Regions from separate parts of the Mus musculus genome. Here region 2 is linked to region 1. A link is a contact called in public HiChIP or PLAC-seq data. All regions are on one chromosome and are shown on one strand. Each heading gives the region's core, a stretch centred on a gene start, on an enhancer-like site or on the middle of the called end of the contact. The rest is flanking DNA. Distances are from core to core; before and after follow the strand shown.

Evidence for each region. HiChIP or PLAC-seq counts read pairs in DNA pulled down with a chosen protein or histone mark.
Region 2: a contact with region 1 is called in a BATF HiChIP or PLAC-seq map of CD8 T cells, with 7 read pairs. The contact joins two enhancer-like sites. A contact is called at or near these places in 5 of 39 promoter capture datasets (the 3T3-L1 cell line, the HPC-7 cell line, embryonic stem cells and 1 more), 1 of 15 datasets of contacts at CTCF or cohesin (the NIH/3T3 cell line), 19 of 484 Hi-C or Micro-C datasets (CD4 T cells, the G1E-ER4 cell line, the HPC-7 cell line and 13 more) and 3 of 115 datasets of contacts at active chromatin or transcription factors (CD8 T cells, embryonic basal ganglia and forebrain).

Annotation. Positions count from the first base shown.
Region 1 is chr3:137,793,616-137,797,774 of GRCm38.p6, forward strand. It overlaps Gm31678 (a long non-coding RNA gene), which reads right to left. Exons shown (of 3, transcript XR_376121.2): 2 at 3,292-3,426; 3 at 1,654-1,785. Among named protein-coding and RNA genes, the nearest start is that of Gm31678, 6.9 kb to the right of the region's middle. Within about 2 kb of position 2,551, at least 12 of the 459 cell types and tissues checked have an H3K27ac peak or open chromatin away from gene starts, as enhancers often do. A contact at or near this core is called in CD8 T cells and Th2 cells, where this site is marked.
Region 2 is chr3:138,422,835-138,427,180 of GRCm38.p6, forward strand. It overlaps Adh4 (alcohol dehydrogenase 4 (class II), pi polypeptide), which reads left to right. Exons shown (of 9, transcript NM_011996.2): 6 at 1,160-1,420. Among named protein-coding and RNA genes, the nearest start is that of Adh4, 9.5 kb to the left of the region's middle. Within about 2 kb of position 1,602, at least 10 of the 459 cell types and tissues checked have an H3K27ac peak or open chromatin away from gene starts, as enhancers often do. A contact at or near this core is called in CD8 T cells and Th2 cells, where this site is marked.

The DNA of each region.
Region 1 (4,159 bases), core at 1,301-3,800:
CTCACTGGCCACAGTGTTCTTTTTAGGAAAAACAAAGAAAAACTGTAAACTGGGATGGCCTCTGTGGTCCCAGTAACCTGAAGACTGAAGTAAGAGAATTCTCACAAGCTCAAGGGCAGTGTGGGCTACAGAGTGAGACCTTGTTTCAACACCCAGGCAACCAAGCTATGAAGCGTACTGTGCAGGAACACAGCAGTGTGGCAGTTTGACAGAATAGAGGACTATGAAGGCTCTAGGAAACTGGGGATTTCCTACTGACAGTGCTCTGTAAGCCCTTGCTGGTCTGCATTTAATCGCAATGCAGTTGTAGCTGCAAACTTCAATTCAGACAGGCATTAATTACATCTCTGTGGCCTGAGTGCTAAGCACCAGCAGTGGTCTGGTGTACTATGATCAAGTACCAACAGTGGTCTGGTGTACTGTGATCAAGTACCAGCAGTGGTCTGGTGTACTGTGATCAAGTACCAGCAGTGGTCTGGTGTACTGTGACCAAGTACCAGCAGTGGCCTGGTGTACTGTGATCAAGTACCAGAGGTCAAAGCAGAGGGAGTGAATGGGAAAGGGGACAAACTTCCATTTTTTTCTGCCTAAAAGGCAGGGGGTTTTTTTTTGTTTGTTTGTTTTGTTTTGTTTTTTTGTTCTTATTTTTGTTTTTACAATACATGCATGGTACATAACAGCACTAAGAATAAAGCCACTTTTCTGAACCCAGAAAGGATGAGAAGGGCCTTCTAGGACAACGCTGCACAGCCCATAATTCTTCTTGAACAAAACTGAACACATTCAGTCACTACTTGATTTTAATTTAGTCTCTGTTGCCAAGGAAACATCAATATCTGAGTATATCCAAGGGAAATCTTTCTTCTTTCGTGATTTTGAAGGAATTGTTTATTGAGGGAACAGCGACTGAGTTTATTCAGTAGACAGCCTTAGCACCAGTCTCTGGGTGAATCTGCTGGGTCTTCTTGTGCCTCGGTTTCCTTAACAGATAAAGTAACATGATTTTCTTACTGTAGTGCAAAGTAAATGATTAATACTGGGCCTGCTCCCTTTAACGGGTGTATGGCTTGACATCTCACTGGACAGGTCAGGAACCTGTAGATTTTAAGGAACCTCCTGATTCTGACTAATTCCCGGGAAAGGAAGGCAACAAAAGAGTCCCTGTTTACCAGTGTCACGTTGTCACATGTATGTCACGTGGCACGTTCCATGTTGTAATCCCAGGCAAAGGGAGGAGAAGCTTAAGGGCAGCCTTGCCTATGGAGACCCCTTTCTCATCAGCAAAAAGGAACTCCGTTTTCTCCTTCAGCAACGCAAACACTGCTGCTGAAATAAACTGAGGAAACCTGAGCTACAGAAAGATTCTTTTTTCCAGTTATACAATCATAATTTTTGTCTGCCCCTAATTTATTTATTTATTTTATTTATTCTTTACATCACAATCACAGCCGCCCCACCCCCCATCCCCTGCATCTCTCCTCCCAGTCAGCAAGATGAGTAAAGGCATTGGTGGCTATGACTGATCACCCAAGTTCAATCCCTGCAACTCACAGGATAGAAGCAGGGAATTACCTCCTGCAAGCTGTTCTCTGACCTCCATACAAATGCTGCGGCATTAAAGCACACACGCGTGCACATGCACACACACCGCGAATACAAAATATTTAATAAAATATATAATTCAACTTTTTTCTGTTTCATGATACTTCAAAACTTCCAGCAAAGGAGAACCACAGCTGAGGCCAGCAACCGAATCCTCTGTGTCCTCAGTCATCGGGGACATGGCTGCAAACAAGAGCAAAGTCAGATTACATGTGACATTGCACAGGTACAGTTCCAGCATTCAGGAGGTAAAGGCAGGATCGTCAGAAGTTTAAGGCCATCCTCAGCCAGGGAGAGAGTTTATGAGAGCCAGATGCCTCTGCAGTTGAAAACCTACACTGGTCTTCCAGAGGACCAGAATTCAGTTTCCAGTAACCATGTCAGGTCGCTTACAACCACCTGTAACTCCAACTCCAGGGCATCCAGAGCCCTCTTCTGACTTCCCTGGCAAGCACACACATTGTGGCATGCACTCACACATGGTCATGCATGCACATACACATATACATAACTCACTAGAGTTAATTTCGTATAACATTGTAGGGCTATAGGCAATGTTAGGAAGACTTACATTAATTTTCTTAAACATATTTCCGTCAACGTTTAGGATTATAATATCTAGAGCACATTTGAAACCTCTTCCTCTCCTCCACCCACCCACATACTTCTTTCATTATTACTTTGTGGTAGTTGTGGAGCATGCTCAGATCTTGGTGAGACCTGAGTTCAAGCTCAGGTCGTTAGATTCTCCCCCCGCTGTGCCACTTTGGCCCCAGTATTTTTGATGCAGAGTACAAAATAACAGCCTACAGCTTGGCCACATCTCTGATGCTATGGCTATGTCAAACACTGGGTGTTCTGAATTTTCTAGAACACATGCCAACCATGAGACGGCTATGGGCAAAAGTATGAGTCAGGTATAGATCATGAATTGCCATGGTGACCTTAGTGAGGGTGAGGCCATGACTACCAACTAGAGGTACAGTGGTGTTTCACGGATAAAGGGGGTAAGGAAATGAATGTGCCTGATAAACTCAAATTAGATGTACTCCCAGCCAACTTCCCACATGCAGCCTTTCGCTGACAGTTGATTGGAGAACAAACAGGACTGGGAAGAAGTCAAAAACCGAGAACGATCCCAGCCAACTGGAACCAAAATACCTTATTTTGAGTGTGCTTGCAAAGGCCCTTTGCTTGTGAGAATTGAATGTCAGTAAAGTTTAAACTTGATCTATTTACCTTCCTGTGAGTCTGCCTCTGATTAAAAGTGACTGCTTTCTCATGCCAGACAACTTTCACATAACCACTTTCGGCATGATGCCTTCATGTGAAAGACGGTACTGTGTTTTTTAAGCCTTGGCTGGCACAGGCAAGTGTGTTCTCCTGCAGCCTGGAGAGAACAGAATGAGTTTAGGGCAGAGAAAGAGCAAGAGAACTTTCTCTGCTTTCTTTGGCACGGGAGTTTGTATAGAAGGGATGAGGCTAGCTCAATAGAAGAGTGGTTGTCTAGCAGGAGAGAGGTTTTGCAGTCCATCTCCAGCATTGCCAGAGAAAGTAAAAGAACACTCTTAGATACCCAAGTCTCGTGGAGAATAAAACATGCTGTGTCATACTTGCCAGCAGTGAACTGAACCCTGAACTAAGAATCTACAAGGTAGACTCATTAGGTCATTTGCATAAGTCGGTTACCAAAGATTTGCTTTGCAAGGCATTGGCAGACAGGTCTTGATGACAAAAAGGATTGAAGCATCAGAACAACAAGATGGGAAGCCGGGGAACATCCAACTGGATGCAGAGTCGCAACCACCATGGTCCTACAGGAGCCTGGAGGAAAGGACAAGGACGATGAGTAGCAATAGAGCCTGGGATGCCTCCAAACCAACCAAACACGCAATAGCTCTTTCTCACCCTCTTGCTCTCTGGTTGTCTTGCCTCCCTCCCACTTTAAATCTGTTTCTAGCTATAGTAGAAAAGGAAAAGGCGAGGAAAAGCTTCAGAAATAGCAGGACCCAAATCCATGACACTCTGGCACTGAACGGAGAGTTCTTTTTCAATCCTAATGCACTGGAGAGTCATGGCCACATTTGGTACCCACGTATTATCTCCTGAAAGCCAAAGGTCAAAGGCCCAGGCTGGAAATGTAGCTCAACTGGTAGAGTAACTATCTAACATGTAAGAAGCCCTGGGTTCAGTCCCTAGCATTTCATAAAACTAAGTCCACCTGTGATCCCAGAACTCAGTAGGTGGATTCAGGAGAAGGTCATCCCCACTATACAGTGAGCTGAGTTGAAAGCCATCCTGTGATACATGAGACCCTGTCTCAAAGCAAAAGAAAACAAAGCCAAAGTGAAGGCCTGTCATAGATGAGCCTCTTTGTAGTCTAACTGTGCATATGCTTTCAATTACTTCAATTGTTTGATTGCTTCATTTAAGCAATAAGAACTGATAGAAAAGATTTTTAGCACCCCAATTAAGTCAATGTTAGAAGTCAGAAATGGGACCAGACTTAATGCAAGCTTGAAGCCAGCCTCAACTACATAATGACTTCTAGACCAGA
Region 2 (4,346 bases), core at 352-2,851, 630 kb after region 1:
GTCATCTTGCTTTCTCCCTGATTCTATAGATTATTCTCCCTCAATCAATAATAATTTACCAATTTCCCATCCTTTTGTGATTTTAAAAGAGTATATTCTTACAAGATGTGTTCCTGGGTTCCTATTAGAATATAAACACTCTTTTTTTTTTTAAGTTTGTTTATGTTATTTATACGAGTACTCTGTAGCTGTGTTCAGACACACCAGAAGAGGACATCGAATCCCATTACAGATGGTTTTGAGCCACCATGTGGTTGCTGGGAATTGAACTCAGGACCTCTGGAAGAGCAGTCAGTGCTCTTAACCACTGAGCCATCTCTTCAGCCCTTGAACACTCTTTTAAGGTTAACTAGGTTACAGTCAAATAGACAAGATGGTAAAAAGAAAATAAAAGATCTCCTAGGCATCCCTGAAGCGTTGCAGGGAAGAAGCCCATCTCTCTCTGCAGACTTTACTCAACACATTAGACATATGTTAGTCTATCAGTCTCTATCTATCTATCTATCTATCTATCTATCTATCTATCTATCTATCAGGCTGGTCTACTGATCAACTTCCAGAACAGCGGGACTATACAGAGAAACCCTGTCCAAAAGAGGTGGGGGAGGGGAAGAGAAGGGGGAGGGGAGGGAGGGAGGGGAGGGAGAGGGGGAGGGGAGGGGGAGGGGAGAGGGAGGGAGAGGGAGGGAGAGGGAGAGGGAGGGAGGAGAGGGAGAGGGAGAGGGAGAGGGAGAGGGAGAGGGAGAGGGAGAGGGAGAGGAAGAGGGAGAGGGAGAGGGAGAGGGAGAGGGAGAGGAAGAAATAGAGATGCCTCTGACCCAATTTCAATGGGGGGACGGACTCCTTTGAGATTGTGTGGAGTTTTAAATTGTTTTCTGACATCATTGAAGGGAAAGGTGAAAGAAGAGAATTTTTTCCACTTGGGCTTGTTCCTTCTGAACTGAGATATGAATGGCCCTTGAGTCATTCTACAAATTTTGGTAGGAAAGCACCTGTCTTCACACTGGCAGGTTGTCACCACTGGCTACATCAGAGTTTTATAACAGGCATCCTTTTTTTAAATTTAATTCCATGTCTGGGTCCTCATCTCGCCCCCCCCCATGAAAGAAAAAGCTGAGATCAGCAACTTTAAGTCACTCTGTACTTTTCCTGCCTGCAGGTCACCCCCAGTTCCACTTGTGCTGTCTTTGGCCTGGGGTGTGTAGGTCTTTCTGCCATAATTGGGTGTAAAATAGCAGGTGCTTCCAGAATCATAGCTATTGACATCAACGGTGAGAAGTTCCCAAAAGCCAAGGCCCTGGGAGCCACTGACTGCCTGAATCCCAGGGAGCTAGACAAACCTGTCCAGGATGTCATCACTGAGCTGACAGCTGGAGGTGTGGATTACTCCCTTGACTGTGCAGGAACAGCTCAGACCTTGGTATGTGGACTTCTCTCCCCATCCCCAGTCCTTGCTTCTTACTTCCAATATGTTCTTTAATCACCAAATAATAGGGGAAAGTGGGTCGTGCTTACAGCAGGAGATGTCCTTCTTAATGTTAACCTTTTCAAAGGCAGAACAGAAAAGAACTGTCAGTTGTAGGTCACCACCCACCTTCAGCCATGCTAACTTTCCATCAAAGCTCACTGATGTGGTTTTTATTGGTTTGTTTTATCTTAGCGTCATGAACTACCTGTGTTTGGAGGGGGGGGGGGTGCTTATTAGAAGAAGAGACTTATTTTGCTTACATTTTGGAAGCTGAAAATCTCATCTGCATCACCTGAACGGGCTGTTGGTGGGATAATGTGTGGTCCATTAGGGAGGCACGTTTGCAGGATTTTCCCTGTCCAGTTACATTAGTGCAGAAGAGGTCTGTGATTGGACAGGGAAAAGGGGGCAGAGCTAAGAACTGCAGAGAGAGGGAGCATCCCCGAGGGTCGAGAAGAACCGAGATGGCTTCAGACGTGTACCTGCATGGCATTTACCAGCCACAAGTAGTTATGATTTCACAAGGTTAGAAATATTGGGATAAAGCCTTTATCATTATCAATTGGCTCTGAAATTATTATATTGGCATCTTGTAAATTGTGATGTTATTGATGCATAAATCTGATTGTTTAATTAAACTTTAAGAGTTTTGATTTACTTGGTTACTGGAATGTGGGACCACCAATCACATGCGAGCTAGAGTTGGGAACACTTGGGATACTGGGGGAGGGGGGGTGGGGAGGGGGCAGGGAAGGGGTGTGATAGCTAGAGAGAGTTGCCAGCAGGAGTGCATGCAGGAAGCCTGCCTGGTTGACCACACCGGGAGTTGGCAGGGCTGAGAGAAGCAGGAGCCCCTCCAGGGAGTTGGCGGGTTCCTTTTTATTATTTTACACATCAGAGACCTCTCTAAAGATCCTGCCAGTTATCAGCAAGCAGAAGACCCGTGCACGACTCCCTCAAAGGCACAGTCAGACCAAGTCTGAGTCACAGCACTTCCCAATGCGCATGCTCTGTGCCGTCGGGCCTCCAAGATGGCAGTCATACCATTTACTGAACATTCACATGTTCGCTCTTCTGAGATCTCTTCTTGGGCAGAAAATAAGTTTCCGATTTTTTTTTTTCATGATGGTTCGAACTATTTATTGCTAACAGATAACTTGGCCAGAGAACTTCCCCACTGTATCAAATCAAAATGAAATAAAAGGCAGTGAGCCTCATGTTACAGACAGGTAGTCTCTGTAGTCTCCACTTGAGCTGCCCAGCTTTTTTCTTTGGTGAATAATACCTAGTTTGTATTTACTCAAGATGCTAATTTTACTGTTTGTTTGTTTGTTTGTTTGGGGATGAAATGACATTAGTTCTATGCCCTGATTCTTCCGGTTTCACTGTGAGCAAGAAGCAGCTGTGATTTTTTTTTTTTCCTTTTGAGTGACACTGTCATAGAGCCTGGTTACTAAACCTCCTCTTAGAGATGATTAAAAAGAGTAAAAGCTATAAAGAAAAAGTCTTTCTGGGGCTTCCTTCCCTGGGTCTTACCTGACTAGGGCATTCTCTGGAAGAGAATGGAGTCCAGGAAGAAAGCAATCACAGGCCACACACAAACCTCTTGGCAGCACCTAGTAGGTTGGAAAAGCTGGTAAGCATTGGCTGTTGGGGGCAGCAGCATTCAGGGCTAATAACCCCATGCTGTGTTCTGTGTTCTGAGCTTCCCACCCTGCACCCTGCAGTGTTCCACACCCGTTCTTCACTTCCCACAGCTCATTTTACAGTGAAAAGCAGCTACCTGCTGCGGTGTTTGTGTGTTTGTTTATGATGACTGGCATTAGACTTTGTCTTAATTAGTTTCTATGCTGTGATGAAACACTATGACCAAACACCATGGGGAGGAATTTATTTGGCTTACACTTCCACACTGTAATCCATCATTGAAGGAAGCCAGGCCAGGAGCTCACACAAGATAAGAACCTGGAGACAGGAGCTCTAGGATGCAGAGGCCATGGAGAGGTGCTGCTTACTGGATTGCTCCCCATGGGATGCTCAGCCTGCTTTCTTATAGAAAACTAAAGACTACCAGCCCAAGGATGGCACCACCCACAATGGGCTGGGCCCTCCCACATCAATCAACTATAAAAAATGCCCTACAAGTCTTGCCTACAGCTGAACTTATGAGGGCATTTTCTTAATTGAAATTCCCGGCTCTCAGCTGATTTTAGCTTGTGTCATGATAACATATAACTGTCCAGCACAGACTTCTTGGAAGTTTCTGTTGTTTGCTATTACTTTGTTGTTTTGTAGAGTACCAATGCCTGAGCCATACTCCAGGACGTGTGCCTTAGCCTGAGCTCTGTGCCACAGTTTTGGGAGAATTTTGCTGTTGCTTTTTGTTGTTGTTGTTCTTTTTTTTTTTTTTTTTTCAAATAGAAAACAGTGATATAGTCAGTTAATAGAGCATGTTAATTTTAACTTGTTAAATTTTAACATGTTCTATTACTAGCTGACTTATGGTTACTTTAAATTATGAGGGCTGGGCATGGTGGCACACTCCTTTAATCCCAGCACTTGGGAGGCAGAGGCAGGCAGATTTCTGAGTTCAAGGCCAGCCTGGTCTACAGCGTGAGTTCCAGGACAGCCAGGGTTACACAGAGAAACCCTGTCTCGAAAAATAAGTAAATAAATAAATAAATAAATAAATAATAAAAATAAAAAAGTTAAAACTTCAAAGCACATTCTAGTTTTCTAGAATGTGTCACCTTCCAGGAAGAGAACAACTAAGTCTTCCTCCATGCTCAACAGTGTGGATCAAACCAGGTCTACTCCTGTCCTCTGTAGCAGTCGAAATGTTTATGTTTGCCTTATGGTTTCTACACGGAATGGCCTT